Linked DNA regions of Mus musculus: regions 1, 2 and 3 are each linked to region 4. The links are chromatin contacts, called in public promoter capture Hi-C maps. All regions are on one chromosome and are shown on one strand. Each heading gives the region's core, a stretch centred on a gene start, on an enhancer-like site or on the middle of the called end of the contact. The rest is flanking DNA. Distances are from core to core; before and after follow the strand shown.

What was found. Promoter capture Hi-C pulls out the DNA fragments that hold promoters and counts their contacts.
Region 1: a promoter capture Hi-C map of liver shows a contact between it and region 4, with 2.6 times the contacts expected there. The contact joins the promoter of Slc47a2 here to the promoter of 1810063I02Rik in region 4. A contact is called at or near these places in 4 of 39 promoter capture datasets (the 3T3-L1 cell line, liver and pre-B cells).
Region 2: a promoter capture Hi-C map of liver shows a contact between it and region 4, with 3 times the contacts expected there. The contact joins the promoter of Tnfrsf13b here to the promoter of 1810063I02Rik in region 4. A contact is called at or near these places in 2 of 39 promoter capture datasets (both in liver).
Region 3: a contact with region 4 is called in a promoter capture Hi-C map of liver, with 5 times the contacts expected there. The contact joins the promoter of Grap here to the promoter of 1810063I02Rik in region 4. A contact is called at or near these places in 2 of 39 promoter capture datasets (both in liver).

The regions. Positions count from the first base shown.
Region 1 is chr11:61,339,713-61,344,119 of GRCm38.p6, reverse strand. Slc47a2 (solute carrier family 47, member 2) reads left to right here and starts at 1,260. Exons shown (of 17, transcript NM_001033542.2): 1 at 1,260-1,503; 2 at 1,580-1,681. The coding sequence starts at 1,342. It overlaps Slc47a1 (solute carrier family 47, member 1), which reads left to right. Exons shown (of 17, transcript NM_026183.5): 17 at 1-720.
Region 2 is chr11:61,124,062-61,128,563 of GRCm38.p6, reverse strand. It overlaps Tnfrsf13b (tumor necrosis factor receptor superfamily, member 13b), which reads right to left and starts at 1,809. Exons shown (of 5, transcript NM_021349.3): 1 at 1,749-1,809.
Region 3 is chr11:61,651,100-61,655,499 of GRCm38.p6, reverse strand. Grap (GRB2-related adaptor protein) reads right to left here and starts at 2,179. Exons shown (of 5, transcript NM_027817.3): 1 at 2,076-2,179. The coding sequence starts at 2,153.
Region 4 is chr11:59,919,902-59,924,340 of GRCm38.p6, reverse strand. It overlaps 1810063I02Rik (RIKEN cDNA 1810063I02 gene), which reads right to left and starts at 2,842. Exons shown (of 2, transcript NR_130986.1): 1 at 2,734-2,842; 2 at 2,452-2,616.

The DNA of each region.
Region 1 (4,407 bases), core at 11-2,510, 1.4 Mb before region 4:
GTCTCTCTTTGGGTGTGTGTTTGAGAGAGACAGAGAGAGGGAGACACCCCCCCAAGAGATATAAACAGAAAGACAAAGAGACATAGATGAGACAGAGGCAGAGGAGATGCTCTGGAGTGGACAATGCCTGCAATATACTTACCTACCAAATACCAGTATTCGAAACATTGTACCAACCGGAATGTTGATTTTGCACCCCTGGGATTGCAGGGAGTCACCTGGAGACTCTAGCTCACTGCCACTGTCCCCATGTTTCCAAAGGATAGTGTCACACATTGTGAACCCAGGAAAAGCTCCCCGTTCAAAAACAGTCTCTTCTGAATGCGTGTCACTTTTGCATCAATGTTAAAGTTGAGCCCCTGGAAAGTGAATCACTGTTTAAGTCTGGGCCCACGTGCAGTTTTGAACATAGAGACAATTCAGAGCCAGTCATTATAGTTAACAGAATTCAACTGTGCCCATGGGAATTATGAACTGAGAATTCAAAAATTTTGTTTCTCTAATAAATAAGGTAAACACCATATAGTGCAATGTGGGGGAGACTATGGGGGAGTATTAATTCATCTGCCACTGTCAAACATGCACTGCTGTCTACTGTCTTCATTCCGGGCTGGAATTCCTATTTCTTCTGCCTATTGTTTTCTATGCTACAAAACTATATCTGAACTGCTTCTATATTCTTGCTGTGTGACTTCTATTAAATACATTTTATGATATGTCTCTGGGCTGTAGATTATTATTCCGTGAGCAAACAGCGTTTATAAATCATCAGAGGAAGCTCAGATTCCCCTGGGAGAGGGGTGCAGGCAACGGGAGGTCTCTGGAGCTGTAAAGCGATGAAGACCCAGAGTGACAATCCCCCTGGTGGTGGCCATTGGACAAAGCTTGAACAAAGTCGAAGCCCAATTCTTCCAGCCTCTGAAGGGTTGATTAAGTACACACGGATAATTCAGCAAACTTCCAAAGTACAGAAAATGAACACAATTAGAAACGTCAGTCACTATGAGTGTAAAACGGCTCAATTTATTTTTTCTTTTGGTGGTTGGGGCTGGGGTTGGAGTCTGCTACAGGCAGGCATTCCTCATTGAGCTACACCAGCAGCTACACAGTGGCGTTTGGATGGGACCACCTAAACCATCCCTCAGCTTAATTCTTGTTGTGTCTATAAGCACCCAGGCCGAGGCTTGTGCCGCGCGCTGCGCTCGGCGACGGTTGGATTTGGACGCGGCGCCCGGGGCGGGGTGGCGCGTGGGGCGGTTCCCGCCCGGCTCCCTGCACTTCGCAGTGGCTACTCGACTCACGGCTCCACGTGTGGATCGCGCCACTATCTGAGCCTGTGCCATGGAGCCGGCCGAGGACAGCCTGGGAGCCACCATCCAGCCCCCGGAGCTGGTCCGCGTCCCACGGGGGCGCAGTCTGAGGATCCTGCTGGGCCTTCGAGGAGCGCTGTCCCCCGACGTGAGACGGGAGGCGGCCGCGCTAGTGGCGCTCGCGGGCCCGGTGGTGAGTTGGACCCCGAGCTGCGGGCGCGGGGCGACCTCAGGCGGCCCGAGAGTGACCGCCTCTCTGCTCCTTGCAGTTCCTGGCGCAGCTGATGATCTTTCTCATCAGCATCGTCAGTTCCATCTTCTGCGGACACCTGGGCAAAGTCGAGTTGGACGCCGTGACACTCGCTGTTTCCGTAGGTGCTAACTGTTTCAGCTGATGATGTGGTAAAGCCGGAAAGCTTTAATGTGTTTTTATTTGTATAGCGCTGGAAATGGCCTCAGTGCCAAGAATCCGAATTAGAACTGCAGGGTCTGGGTCTGACCCACCGTGCTACTATGATCTTCAGATTTGGGAAGAGAGCGAGTTCAGAGTAAATCCCCGCTTCACCCCCTCCCAACCCCCAGGCACTGCGTCCTGGGGGGACATGAAAGGAGTGTCCCAAGCAGACCACATGGTGCACAGCTACCCTAAATGAACTTTGTGTCCCCACTTCTGAAACCAAACCACCAAAGCTATTAGTTACACGGTTCATTAAGATTGCATGTAAAGTGTCTTTCTTCCTCATGGCTTGCAATCCCGCGTCCTTAGAAGCCTCTCTCCATCTGCTAGCAAGGTAGTGGAAAGCAGCTCGCTTGCATTTGATCCTCACTTTCAGACAGGAGAGAAACTCTTCCTCCAAGGGAGGTGATGGCGACTGGGTCCTCCCCTATTTCCGAAAGTGTCCCTTCTGCCCGCTAGGATGTTGGAATGCCCTGTGCAATAGTGGAGGTCCGCAGTTTCTCTTTCAGTATAATGGAGGAGAGAGACCTGGCGCTCGCTCTCTCTCTCTCTCTCTCTCTCTCTCTCTCTCTCTCTCTCTCTCTCTCTCTGTGTGTGTGTGTGTCTCAGTTTATGTATGGATCTATAACTGTACTGTCAGAATTATAGTTTTAGTTTTCTCTCTCTCTCTCTCTCTGTGTGTGTGTGTCTCAGTTTATGTATGGATCTATAACTGTACTGTCAGAATTATAGTTTTCTCTCTCTCTCTCTCTCTCTCTCTCTCTCTCTCTCTCTCTCTCTCTCTCCTCTTTCTCTGTTGTTGTTGTCTGGCAATTTCCTTTCCTTTTCCTGTTATGTCTCTAGAGTTTCGATGTAAAAACAACAGGAATAAATGCGACCCACAGTGAGACAGGAGGCTTGGCGGTGGTCCGTGGGAGCACCAGTGTGTTCTACAGACAGGGCTTTCTGCAGATAAGGGCAGGACAGTGAGAGCCACTGTCAGCCCTTCATAAATGAGTCAAGGAGATATGTTGCTTTTAGTGAATGTTACCTTGTAACTAATTGTTGGGAAGGTAGTGGCCCAGTGGTTAGATATGTTAAGTTTTATACATTTTGTTTTTGAAACAGGGTCATGCTCAGTAGTCCAGGCTGGCCTTGAAGTTTCAATATTCTTGCCTCCATTGGAATTACGGGCCTAGTCATTTTTGTCTCATCTTTTGTTGTAATGCTGTTCCTGGTGAGAGAGAGAGAGAGAGAGAGAGAGAGAGAGAGAGAGAGAGAGCTCTGACTGTGCTCAGTCTGGTAGAAGCTTGAACAAACCTGGGCTATAGAGGATGACTGGTATTCTAAGCCAACCAAAGGCAGTTAGTTACAACAATAACAACAACCAACCAAACAAACAAACAAACAAATAACAGAACAAAGACACTCTCATGTGTCAAAGTAGGGCAGGGGTGGTATACACCTTTAGTTCCAACCCTTGGAGGGAGGCAGGCAGGCAGGTCTCTGAGTTCAAGGCCAGCCTGGTCTACAGAGCAAGTTCCAGGACAGTCAAAGCTACACAGAGAAACTCTGTTTAGAAAAATAACTTTTTGTTTGTATGTTTGTCTGAGACATGTTTTGTTTTGTTTTGTTTTGTTTTGTTTTGTTTTGTTTCTGTGTAGTTCTGGCTGTCTGGGAACTCTCTGTAGAGACCAGGCTGGCCTCGAACCCCGAGATCCACCTGATTCTGCCTCCTACTGAGTACTGGGATTAAAAGCACACACTACCACTTTTTATAAAGTGAGGTACTTCCTCTTTCCCTTTCCTGGATTGGTTGATCAGTGTGTGCCTCACTGCTGGGTCCCTTGTGCCATGTGCCCTCTGGGTTTCCTGTCTGGTGGGGTAAGTTTAGGGGACTCCATATGTGGCCTGCTACTGACCTCCCGAGGATGTAGGTCTCCGGGCCCATTGTTAGTATCTCAGAGCATTGCTGAGGCAGAGCAGTTTATAAGGAAAGGGTTTCTTTAGGACATTTGAGAGCATGGTACCAGCTTCTGCTGAGATCCAGGGGGAACCTCGGAGCTCCATCATCACATATAGATGGCACCATGGCTTCTGGTAGGAGCCAACAGTCACACAGCGAGACTGAAGGCAAGAGGGACTCAGGTACCTGGCAAACTTCGTACAGTTTGTTCTCAGGGGAACAAATTAGGTCCCGGGATCTCACAGAGCCCAGCCTGACCTCAAACTTGCCATGTTGTAGCAGGGTAGCTCCTCCTGCCTTCACCTTTCCAGGGCTGGGGTTACAGGCATGTGTCACCGTGACCAGTGTCACCATGGCAGTGCTGGCTTGGTGTATTCTAGACAAGCACTCTACCTACTGAGCCCCGTGAGAACTATATTAGCCCCATCTTAGGCCAGCATCCCAGTGACTTAGCCACCCTTCACTAAATGTCACTTCTTGAAGGCCCCACTACCTCTCAGCTACACCACACTGAGGACCAGGCTTTCAGCATATAAACCTTTGGAGACCACATTTCATTAGCCAAAGCACTGGATCAGAGAGCAGGTAATTTACCTGGAGTTGATACAGCTGCTATGTGTGAGACCCAGGATGAAGACCTGCACCTCTCTCTCCTCTTAGCACACTCGCCCGACCCCTCGTCCTGTGGCCTAACC
Region 2 (4,502 bases), core at 560-3,059, 1.2 Mb before region 4:
AGGCTCAAATTACAGCATTTTGCTATTAATCCAATATTAATCCGAATAGTTTACTTGTGCATATATATGTATATGTATATATATATACATATATATATATATATATATATATATATATATATATATATATACATACATACACACACACACCAGTTTTCTATTTGAGTAAAACAAAATTGTTATGTGAAATACATTAAAGTGGTTACTTTCATTTTAATGGCTTTCTATTACTACTACTACTATTACTATGTTTTTTTGAGGCAGGATCTCACTATGTAGCCCTGACTGTTCTGAAGCTCTCTGTAGACCAGGCTGGCCTCAAACTCACAGAGATCTGCTTACCTCTGCCTCCCAAGTGCTAGGGTTAAAGGTGTGTGCCACTAACCTAGCCAGTGGTTTTCTAGTTTTAATTTCAAGTGTAACTGCTTTAGTTTTTATTATTATAGAGAAACTATGAATGGAAAGAATATATACCTATTTCATGATAATACAAATGTAATAAATATTAAAATAATTATTTTAAATGTTAAATTATTTAAAATACTGAAATAAGGTAGAGGATTTTTTTCTAACTTCCCAGAACCTTTGAATGTCACTTTTCAAGAGGGTCTGAAGGGTTGACTGCAGATTTGCGGTTTGAGGCCCATTTTGTAGGTGAAGAGAAGAGACTTATCCGAGGCCAAGGGCCAGTGTGCAAACTAAGAACAGCAGTGACTTGAACTCTCCACCTGTCTGGGCTCTCACTGAAGCACTGGAAAGCTAATGTGGGTTCCAGAACATTCTTCCCTGATTCCTAACTGCTGGTCCCAGGTCCTCTGACATTTCCTTTTGGGTCAAGATGGCTCCTGACCATCACCTCTTGCGATTCTCTGTGAAACTCATTCGCATCCTTGGTGGACATGGTTGCTGGACAGAGATGGAAATCCTAGCAAAGGCCTGCCTGAGTCTAGCTTGGGTAGGGGGATGGGTCGAGAGCTGCTGTGAGTGGTGGGTCCTGATGACTTTGCCTTGGAGGAAACTTTTTTTTTTTTTTTTTGGTTTTTCGAGACAGGGTTTCTCTGTGTAGCCCTGGCTATCCTGGAACTTACTTTGTAGACCAGGCTGGCCTCGAACTCAGAAATACAGAAATCCGCCTGTCTCTGCCTCCCGAATGCTGGGATTAAAGGCGTTCGCCACCACCGCCCAGCTTGGAGGAAACTCTTTAAGGAAACTCTTTAACACTATAGGATAAACAGCTCTGATTCATCAGCAAAAATCAGCAAGAAAAATAAGAAGGCAGATGGGGATAGGTAGAGTCTGAAATACAGAACCCACTTTTCTCCTGAGGGCCATGAAGGTCTGATTTGAATCTGCCCACCGAGGACACACATCATCAGCACTTCGCGCTCAACACCTGTGCTCGTAGGCGCGTCACGATATTAAGAGTTCTTAGAAATTCACAGCAGTTAAGTGCGGGCAGAGATCTAAATGCTGCATCTCGAGGCATCCAAAATTTACCAGATTCACTTCAAACTAATCCAGGGGCACAAGGAAACAAATCTGGAGCACGTGGATAGAAAAAAGAAGGTTCCTGCCTGTTTGGCTGACCCCACTGGCAGGCAAGACCTGACCCCCGGAGGCCTCTTCCGTGTGCAGGACTGAAGCTGTCCCAAAGCTGAGTAGCCTTAGCTTGTGCCGTGGTGGCACTGCTAGATCTCCAGCCCCCGGAGCACCCTCTTGGCCCTCACCCACCACGGCTGGCTACTCACCACGCTCCTGCGCCAACAGCTCCAGCCTCCTGCCTGCCCTGGCCTACACCACTCATTACTCAGGGCGTTTATTATTAGCCTGAGATTTTGTTAGGCCTAGGCCACACTTCCTGGGTTTTCCCCTTCGACCTGGGGATGTAAATAAGCCACCCTGCTGACCTGCGCCTGCGCTTTAGTCCAGGGAGGACAGGTAAGCGACCTGTCGCTTTTGGCTTAGCAGTGAGGGCTTAGCCTGGTTGTATTAATGACAGGGCTTTGACACTTCTAGATCTTCTCTGGCCCGGCTCCTGCGCCTGGTTCCTGTCCACTGCCCACTGCCCACTCTCCAGGCTAGGATGTCCAAACAGCTCTTGTCCTCCCCACATAGCCTTCCCTCCTCTTGGACCATTACATCCTGTGCTGCTGCCTGGTCAGTTCTTGCTGTCTCTTTTTCAATGATCAGTTGAGATGTCACCTCTCCCACGAAGCCATCTGTGATTGCTCCCAGGACGTTAGGTGTTACGTGCAGTCCCTGTAGATCTGGGTTTTGCTTCAGGGTCTGATACCTTGGTAAGGACTTGTATATAAATTGTCTCGTACCTCCATGCCCTCATTTGAAAAGTGGGCCCTTGAGTCATTGTGAGAATGACATGAGTTCACACAGTCACTTGTTCTTTGTCTGGCTTTTAGTTCCTTTGACACAGGTGTCACTATGTTGTCTGTCTCAAGAGCCTCCTGTCTCAGACTCCAGAGGGCTGGGATTTCAGGTGTGCTCCTCAACGCCTGGCCACCACAGGCCCCTTCTTATAGCAAGTTCTCAGCACACAGTGACTGAGAACTCCATGTCCAATATATGACATGAAGAATCAATGCTACAGCATCAACTTCATTGCTTAGACTCCCTGGTCTTCAGAATCCTGCAGGGATAAGAAAGTCTAACAACTGCACTCCCAAGTTCACTGTAGTACTGTTCACAGTAGCCCAGATACAGAGGCAATCTGCATGTCTTCAGTGGATGTGTGTGGACAATGGGATTCTCTTCATTCTCAAAAGAGAAGGAAATCCTGCCATTTGTATGAACACGGATGGAACTGGAGAACTTTATGTATAAAAATGGAAGTCTGGCTGGATGTGGTGGCACACGCCGTTAATCCCAGCATTTGAGAGACAGAGGCCGGCAGCCTCCTGAGTTCTCTGCTAGCCTGGTCTACAGAGCTAGTTCCAGGACAGCCTGGGCTACAGAAAAAAACATTGCCTCAAACAAACAAACAAACAAACAAACAAACAAAAGAAAAAGAAGTCATGGCCTAGAGCGAAGGCCCAGCAGGTACGTGCACTGACGCTGCCCTACAGAGAACCTGGGTACAGCTCCCAGCACCCACAGGATAGCTCACAAACATCTGTAACTTGGGTTCCAGGGGATCCAATACCCTCTTCCAGTCTCCAGGGACCCCCAGACATAAGTGTGATGCACAGACACGTATTCAGGCAAGACACCATACACATAAAATTTTAAAAATTGGGGCTGGAGAAATGACTCAGCGGTTAAGACCATTGATTGCTCTTCCAGAGGTTCTGAGTTCAATTCCCAGCGACCACACGGTGGCTCACAACCATCTGCAATAGTATCCGATGCCCTCTTTTGGTGTGTCTGAAGACAGCAACAGTGTACTCATATAAATAAAACAAATAAATCTTTTTAAAAAATTTAAAAAATGAAATCAATGGCTTAAATTGGAAAAGGAGCCAGTCATAGAAAGACAAAAGCCACATGTCTCTGTGGGACAGAGATCTTACAACTGGGAAGAAGATCAGTCAATGGAGGCTGTGGAAGGTCGGGGACAAGTTGGTCAGAAGGTCCCAGCTTCAGCCAGGTAGTTCTGTGTTTCTGTTGTATGGCAGAGTGTCTATGATTTATAGTACTATGCTGTGTAGCTCAGAACCCCTCCATAACCGCAGTGCAGCTCAGTGGTCAAGCATGGACGAGGCCCTGGCTTCATCCTCGGCACTGGAAAACAAATGGCATACACCCTTAATTCCGGTGCTCAAGAGGCTAACGTAAAGGAACCAGCTCCTATGTAGCTCTAGGCCAGCCTGGACTACATAGGAACCAACCTGGGCTACATAGGAGCTGAGGGTAAGGGAAGCCTTGGGTTCAATATCCAGCAGAGAAGGGAGGAGGAAGAGAGGAAAAGAGGGAGACAGTGAAGAAGGGAGAAAGGGGAGGGAGGAAGGAAGGGAGAGTGGGAGAAAGGAAGGGAGGGAGGGAAGAAAGAAGGAAAGAAGGAAGGAAGGAAGGAAGGAAAGAAGGAAGGAAGGAAGGAAGGAAGGAAGAAGAAGAAGAAAGAAAGAAAGAAAGAAAGAAAGAAAGAAAGAAAGAAAGAAAGAAAGAAAGAAAGAAAGAAAGAAAGGGATAGTGGGAGGAAGAATGAAGAAAGGAAGAAAGGAAGGGCGGGAGGGAAGGAGGAAGGAAGGAAGGAAGGAAGGAAGGAAGGAAGGAAGGAAGGAAGGAAGGAAGGAAACAAAACTGTGACAACCCAATGTCATCCATCAGGTTCTAATTCTCTGAAGGATGGTCCTGAGACAGGCTGCAAGCGAGCTAGGAAATGTGAGCATCCCTCTGATGGAGCTTCTGGCTGTACAGAATCATTTTAGGAGACTATCTACCCAATACTGACCCTGAAAGCCCATCACTGGAAGCTTGTTAGTGGCAGCAGGAGACTGACAGCAATGTGGCTGCCATCCACTGGACGGTGGCTGCATAGCCAGGGTGCA
Region 3 (4,400 bases), core at 930-3,429, 1.7 Mb before region 4:
TCCGGAGAGCTGTTTCTGGACTCAGTGCTCCCTCTTTCCCAGGCTCTGGACTGGGTGCTCCCTCTCTCCCAGGCTCTGGGCTGATTGCTCCCTCTTTCCCAAGCTCTGGGCTGGATACCCCCTGTCACCCAGGCTCTGGGCTGGGTACCCCCTCTCCCCCAGGCTCTGGGCTGGGTGCTCCCTCTCCCCCAGGCTCTGGGCTGGGTGCTCCCTCTCCCCCAGGCTCTGGGCTGAGTGCTCCCTCTCCCCCAGGCTCTGGGTTGGGTGCTCTGTCTTTCCCAAGGCTCTTTGCACAGGCAGCTCTTTCAGTCTCCAGATTTCCACACCTCTTTTGAGGACAATTCTTCACTCTCTTGCTCCAATTTCTTCACCTACAGGCAGCCCTCCCAACCCTTAGCCTCCAGCCTCACTCCCCATGCCCTTGCATGAAGCTTGGCTAAGCCTGGTGCTTGTCAAATGAGTGAAGGGGGAAGCTGCACCCCAAGGCCTGCCAACTACCCATAGCCTCTTGTGCTTTCCTTCCGCTCCCTCACTGAAAGCCGACTGTGCACACTGCTCCCGCCTTGTGCCTTCAGGTCCCCCAAATTCTCATGACTTATGATGCATACCCCCTCCTCTTTCTCAGTAGACTCTTAGCAAAGTGATGCCCGGCTTGTTGGAAGGCTGTGAAGGAGGAGGCTATCACTCTGCACAGTAGGTGCCCCAGGGACTGTACTGGTCCCTCTGAGCCCAGGCCAGAATCTTCTACACAGCATTCCTACTTTTTAATAGGCCAGCTACCCTCCAGCCTCAAGTGTGTGTGAAAGATATGGCCCATGCTGGTTTCCAGAGTAGCTGAGGCCTCTGAACTGAACTTGGATCTGGACAGTCTCCCACCCCAGGTCTTTCTGAGGCCAAACTGGTTGAGTGTGCATAGGACCCAGAGCCAACAACTTAGGTAGATACACCAGCACCTTAGCTTGAAGAAGGGGGTGCACAAAGGTATGTGGTTGCTTTAGGACCCCAGCTTAGAGCTTTAGACACCCAGGGGACCGAACAAAGAAAGGCTCAAGAATTAAAGCAATGGAGATTGGCTCACACTACACTACACTACACTACACTACACTACACTACACTACACTACACTACACTACACTACACTACACTACACACGTACAGACACCTTGCTGAGCCTCGCTCACTGCAGCCAAGCCATGGTCTTCCACAGCCAGGAGATCCACACTGAGCCTGGGACCCATGTACAGGATAGCTCTAAAGAGTCTGTCTCCGTGCTTGAATCTTCGAGCCAGGGCTCAGGGTGGTAGCCATCTAGCCCTGTGTCTGTTGCTCCAGGGGGTCACAATAGGGGCAGTGGAGGGCACAGGATGGGCCACTAGCATTCCAGTGTCCATGGTTCAGCATGGCCACTCTCCTGTGCCCCCTCAGCTCTCCTGTCATATGCAAACTTCTAAGTAAGGGCATCCCCGGTAGAGATTTCACACACTCGTGTGTCTAATGACTTGGAAGACAACCACTGTGAGTGAAAGTGGCTCAGGTGAGAACAAATGAAGTATAGCGTTCTATTTCTCCTTTCCCATCAATACAGCTTAATCTCAGCTATTTTAGCCCAATTAAGTTAGAATGTCTGCTTATTTTAGACTCTCTCTCTGTCTCTCTGTCTCTCTCTGTCTCTCTCTCTCTCTCTCTCTCTCTCTCACACACACACACACACACATACACACACTCTTACACACACACACGATTTCTACCTCTGTGTCTCTCTGTTTCTCTCTGTGTTACTGATCTCAAAATTTGTCTATTAAACTTTTCTTTAAAAACAAACAAACAAAACCCTAGAAAACAGTGGGATTTAGGCAACTCCCACCAGACTCTGTGGCCTCAGACTCTCAAATGACCCCAAAGGAAGGATCAGTAATAAATACTATTCCACTTTCCTAAATGAGGAAACTGAAGAGGGTAGAGGCAGCTAACCTGAGCCTGTCCCTCACAGCCCAGACTCCCAGGACTCTCTGAGGTGCTGGTTCTAACCCTACCAACCCTGTTGGCCCACTCAGCCCAGCTCCAGCCTTCTGTACCTTAAGCGTGTCCCCCTTGTTGAAGGCCAGCTCGTCACTCTCGGTAGCCTGGAAGCTGTACAGGGCCACGGACTCCATCCCACTGTCCCTGGGCTTCAGCCGAGGACCCAGCAGCTACAGCTTCCTGCTTCCTGCAGGAGAGGACCACTTCCTTTGTTTTGAGTATTTGTTCTTTTGAAGCTGCAGCCGGAAACTGCCCTTGATGGGGGAGAAACAGGAAGCAAAGACATGTCACCCTTGTCATAGCTCAGAGAGGGTGTGCTCATAAACCCACTTTGGCTGTGGGGGAGTCCCCATTAGGACGATGCAGAGCTGTCTCGTGCTTGGCCTCTGTCTCTCAGCCTTCACATTTCTTATCTGTTTTAAATGGAGTTTCTATTGCTGTGAAAAACACCAAAACCAAAAGTGACTTGGGAGGAAAAGGTTTATTTGGCTTAGATTATAGTCTATCAGGAAAGCCAAGGCAAGAACCTGGAGGCAGGAACTGAAGCAGAGACCACGGAGGGACACTGCTTACTGGCTTGCTTCCCATGGCTTGCTCAGCCAACTTTCTTATACACCCAGAGCATCTGCCCAGGGGTGGAACTTCCCACAGAGAACCAGACTCATCCACACCAGTCATTAGTCAGGAAAACGTCCCCACAGACTTGTCCACAAGCCAATTCTCAACTCAAGCTGCCTCTGGCTTGTGTCAAGTTGAAAACAACAACAACAACAAAAAACCAAACAAACAAAAAAACAAACAAACAAAACAACTAAGCAGGACAACTGCTGATACCTGTAGCGAGATTCCTAAGCACCCACCACCTCAAACCCAAATTCCAGCCTACGTTCAAGACACTTCCAACCGTCTCCTCTCACCTGCTCCACACAGCTCCCTCATGTACCCTTTTGGGTATTCCACTACAAGCAAACTCCAGGCTGGAGAGCCATTGTGGTGGGCACACCACCTTTTCCTACTTGCCCAGGAAGCTCCTATTCACCTATGAAAACCTCACTAATAAGGCCCCTGTTGTGCTTTAAACATCGAGTACCACCTGAGCTTTCTGTAGCTTGTGGTCTGAAGGCATTACAGCTCTGCGATTGTTAAGGGAAGGCTGTGACACTGATGCAGACAGCAGTCTGGTGAGTACTAGGGGGTAAAGCACAACACGGAGAAACACAGCTATACATTTGCAACCACATGGAACCACAGAGAGCCAGTATTCTCCAAACACACAGGGACAGCTAAAGAACCCAGGCTGTGGGATGGGTACCAGATGGATCCAGATGAAGCCAGATTTTTATTTTATTTTATTTCATTTATTTACTTATTTTTAGTTTTATTTCTAAATTATTTTTTATTATTTATTTAGTTAGTTAGTTAGTTTTTCGAGACAGGGTTTTCTCTGTGTAGCTCTGGCTGTCCTGGAACTCACTTTGTAGACCAGGCTGGCCTCGAACTCAAAAATCCTCCTGCCTCTGCCTCCCAAGTGCTGGGATTAAAGGTGTGCGCCACCACTGCCTGGCAGATTTTTTTTTTTTTTTCAAGACGGTGGTTTTCTAGAGGATGGGGCTCAGTGGGTAAGAGCACAGGCTACTCTTCCAGAGGCTTTGATTCCCAGCCCCTACATAGTGGCTCGCAGACATCTGTAAACTCCAGCTCTAGAAGCTCTGTCACTCTCTTTTGGCTCCTGTGAGCACCAAAAACACATGTATGTGCACATGCCGTCAAAACATTCATAAATGGCTAGGCGGTGGTGGCGCACGCCTTTAATCCCAGCACTTGGGAGGCAGAGACAGGCGGATTTCTGAGTTTGAGGCCAGCCTGGTCTACAGAGTGAGTTCCAGGACAGCCAGAGCTATACAGAGAAACCCTGTCTTGAAAAAAACAAAAACAAAAAAATTTTTAAAAAATGACTTTTAAAAAAACATTCATAAACACAAACAAATCTCAAGAGAGAGAACTATATGTGTATATGTACATGCATATATACACGCACGCGTGTGTGTGTGTATGTGTGTGTGTGTGTGTGTGTGAGAGAGAGAGAGAGAGAGAGAGAGATTTTTAAAGGCATTTCTCTGTGTCCCTGACTGTCTTAGAACTCACTGTATAGACCAGGCTGGTCTCACAGAGATCCATCCACCTGCTTCTGCCTCCTCCAGAGTGTTGGAATTAAAGCTATGTTCCGTTTTACCTAGCCATGCTTTTATATTTTAAAAGAACATTCCTGTCTAAAATGTAATTAATTTTTATAAATCAGAATATGAACAGCTAGGTATATCGGAGTGACATTGCTGAATGAAGTGCATTATAAATAATTCTCCTCCCCTTTATTTCCACCC
Region 4 (4,439 bases), core at 1,593-4,092:
TTGTTAAGGCTGGGGAGATGGCTCAGTGGGTAAAACAAATCACAAGGGTCCAAGTTCAAATCCCCAGAGCCCATGCAAAAGCCAGTGTTCCTACAGGGAGAACTCCCAGAGGCGGATAGGGCAGCAAGAATTAGAAAATAAAAGACCCTGTCTCAAACAAGGTGGAAGGTGAGAACTGCAGCCTGAGATCATACTCTGACCTCTGACCTCCATGCAGGAGCCACGGCATGAGCAAACATGAATATACATGCATACAAACATACATGTATGCATACATACATACACATATAAATATACACTAAATAAATAAATTAGCATACACTAGCAAGATTTTATCGAAAGGACCCAGATGTAGCTGTCTCTTGTGAGACTATGCCGGGGCCTAGCAAACACAGAAGTGGATGCTCACAGTCAGCTAATGGATGGATCACAGGGCTCCTAATGGAGGAGCTAGAGAAAGTACCCAAGGAGCTAAAGGGATCTGCAACCCTATAGGTGGAACAACATTATGAACTAACCAGTACCCCGGAGCTCTTGACTCTAGCTGCATATGTATCAAAAGATGGCCTAGTCGGCCATCACTGGAAAGAGAGACCCATTGGACACGCAAACTTTATATGCCCCAGTACAGGGGAACGCCAGGGCCAAAAAGGGGGAGTGGGTGGGTAGGGGAGTGGGGGTGGGTGGGTATGGGGGACTTTTGGTATAGCATTGGAAATGTAAATGAGCTAAATACCTAATAAAAAATGGAAAAATAAATAAATTAATTAATTAAAGATGGAGATATTAGACTGGCTCACACCAAGGGAGGAGAGTGTAGCAAAGGTGCCACTCCTCCCTAAGCACTATCGGGGAACAGAAAGGGGAGGAGCAAAGGCATATTCCCAGTGACCTCATTTCCACCCACTAGGCCACACTCTTAAAGGTTCCACCATCTTCCCGTAGTGCCTCAGGCTTGGAACTGAACTTTCAGCACATGGGCTTTTAGGGACATTTCAGATCCGACACAGTAGAGCTCTGTGAATTTTCTAAGATTTTTCCTGTTCAGTCCATTTGACCAGAATTTACCATCACAGATCCTTTCCTCCCCCGGCCAGTTCAGGGACTTCCAGAATACCACCCTGTTTGGCCTGGGAGCAGACCCGTTCCCAGAAAGGAAGCCTCCTTCATCTACCAACAGGGTAGGCCCTTACATGGCTGCACCCGGCTAACCTGTGGACCCTGACTTCAGCCCTGTTCATGCAGGTTGGAGAGCTGCTCTTAGCTTGCTTCCCCCAGCCCTAGCTAGCTTCCTCATGGACATGTTAACTGGTAACCCACTTGCACTGGCTGGTTTTGTGTATCAACTTGTCACAAGCTGGAGTTATCACAAAGAAAGGAGCCTCCCTTGAGGAAATGCCTCTGTAAGGCCCAGCTATAAGGCATTTCCTCAATTAGTGATGAGGTAGTGTGAGGGCCCAGCCCATTGTGGGTGGTGCCATCCCTGGGCTGGTGGTCCTGGGTTCTATAAAAAAGCAAGCTGAGCAAGCCAGTAAGTAACATCCCTCCATGGCCTCTGCATCAGCTCCTGCTTCCTGACCTGCTTGAGTTCCAGTCCTGACTTCCTTTGGTGCTGAACAGCAATGTGTAAGTATAAGCTGAATAAACCCTTTCTTCTCAACTTGCTTCTTGGTCATGATGTTTGTGCAGGAATAGAAACCCTGACTAAGACACCACTTACAGATAAAGCTCAAAAACAGGTAAAATCCAGTTAGAGATTGCACCTGCAGGGCAGAGAGCCCCAGAGCCATTGGGTGCTGCCTTCTGGCTTCAAGTCTGAGTTCTGATTCCATGGGTATATTTGCTAACAGGCAGTGCTATGAATGTATATAAGATAATTAAATTTAAATCTGAGTTTAAAATTTTTTATTCATTTATTTAGTATGTGTTTGTGTGTGTGTGTGTGTTGTGTGTGTGTGTGTAGATCAGAGGACAGCCCATGAGAATTGGTTCTCTCCTTCTACCATGAAAGTGACAGGGATCAAGCAAATAACCATGCGTGGTAGCAGGTGTCTTTACCCACAGCAGCATCACACTGGCCCTGAGTTTGACATTTTTAAAAGGGCATGTGGAGTGGCTCACGGAAGATCTAGAGTCAGAGAGTTGAGGCCCAAGAGACACAGACAGGGTCCAGAACACCGTCCCCAATCATGGCTTGGACGGAGAAAGGGCTTGGGCTCCTGTTACTGTCAGGTGTTTTACTGAGGACCGGGTCCCCGCTCCTCACGCCAAGCTCAGGGCCGGTGTGCTTTGCTCCCTGGCCTTGGTGTAGACCTGTGACAGAGGTCAGGTGGGCTCCACGTGCTGAGCTTAAGACTCCCCAGCGCCCCAGAGAGAGGCCTGGGGAGAACTGGGAACATGGCCTTTGTTTCCAATCCCCAGAGATTCCAAGCTTTCGTCAGAGCTGAGGTTCATGGTTACGAGCCTTTTATTTTTTTAATCCTAGAAATGTTTCAAGGGGACCAACCAGCTCTCCTGTCCCATCAGCTTCTGTCAGTTCAAATCTCGGTCTCGGAGTCAGCATCCCACATCTCTGGCTCTGACCTCCTCCCTGTCAGGCACTGTGGTAACCATGGTCTGAAAGAAAAAAAACAACAACAACTTTTAAAGGTTTTTAAACTTTATTGTTAAAATAACTTAAAATAAATCAGCCACATACCCAAATTAACCAGACCCTGAGTTTAGACAACTCACAGCTGGCTGAATAGGTACTCAGGATGGAAGCTGTGCCGGCTGGTTTATGTCAACTGGACACAAGCTAGGATCGCCGGAAAGGAGGGAACCTCAGCTGAGAAAATGCCTCCGTAAGATCTGTGGGGCAGCTTCTTAATTGGTGATTAAAGTGGGAGGGTCCAGCCCGTTGTGGGTGGGGCCACCCCGTCAGGTGATCCTGGGTAGGGGAAAGCCAGTGAGCAGCACCTCTCCATGGTCTCTGCCTCAGCCTCTGCCTCCAGCTTCCTGCGCTGCTGGAGTTCCTGCCTTGGTTTCTCTCAGTGGGCTGTAATTCAAGATGTGTAAGCCAGACAAACCCTGTCCTCCCCAGCTTGGTCCCGGTGTTTCATCTCAGCAATTATAATCCTACCTAGGGACGCTGTGGGACTTCTCAGTGAACTTTATCTTTCACTATCAAATATACTTTAGGTGTTTGTTTATCCACTACCAAAACCAAAAGAATAAATCTTATGACGGAGTTAGAACTAGAAAAACAGATTTATATTCTCTCTCTTAGGTCGCATTCTTTCCTTGCATTCAGCCCTCCTTTCCCGTGGTGTTCAGCCTTTCTCGTTCTCTCTTCTCCATATCATACTGTACCGGCAGGCACGCTTGTTTGCATGTGTGTGTATAATATTTGCTAGATTCACCATATGAAGAGGACATGGGGCTTTTTCTTTCTGAGGCTGTGTGACCTCACTGGATATTATACATTTTAAGGCCATCTGTTTTCTTGCAAATTTTTATTTCACTTTTCTTTAGAGCTGAGCAATAATCCATTATATATAATACATGATATATTATATTCCATTACATATGTATATACACACACACACACACACACACACACACATATATGTTTCATTATTGGCTCCTCTGTTGATTCCAATTTTTTGCCATAGTGAATTAAACAGTAATTAACACAGTGGTGCACATATCTATAGGGTGGGTGTGGTTTGGTGGGTGTATACCCAGGAGTGGACTAGTTGGGTCACGTGCTAGTTCTGGTTTTATTTTTATTTTTTGAGACCTCTCTGCAGCGGTTTCCACGGGGCTGTATCAGTTTGCATCCTCAACAACAGTGAATTCTCTTCAATGGTGAATTAAGAGTTCCTGTTTCTCCACATCCTCTCCAACGTTTGTGGTCAGATTTATTGACAAACGCCATTTGGACTGGGGTTAGGTGGTACCTCAAAGTAGTTTTGATTGGCATTCCCTAATGGTGGGGGTATTGGATAATTTTAAAAATAGTAAATTGGCCATCTGTCTGTGTGTCTTTTTAAAAATCTGTCTATTCAGTTCATTTGTCCATTTGCTGGTTGGCAGTTTTATTCCCTTGGCGTTTAATCTCCACAGTTCTTTCTAAGTTCTGGACATTATCCCCTCTCTGAAGTGTACTGGGTACCGATTTTCTCCCCTTCTCTGGGCTGTCTGTTAACTGCTGACTGTGTCCTGTGCAGAGAACTGTCATTCTCCTGTTCCTATCAGTTGATGGTGGAGTTAGTTCCTGTGCTGCTGGTATTCTGTTTAAAACAGTCTTGCCTTCCCCAGTCTCCTGAGGGGTATTCATAGCCTGTGTTTTCTTCTAAAGTTTCAGGACTTTTAGATTTTACCTTAAGGGTTTTTATCCATTTTGAACTGGGTTTTGTACAAAGTGAAGGATATAAATCTAATTTAATCCTCCCGCA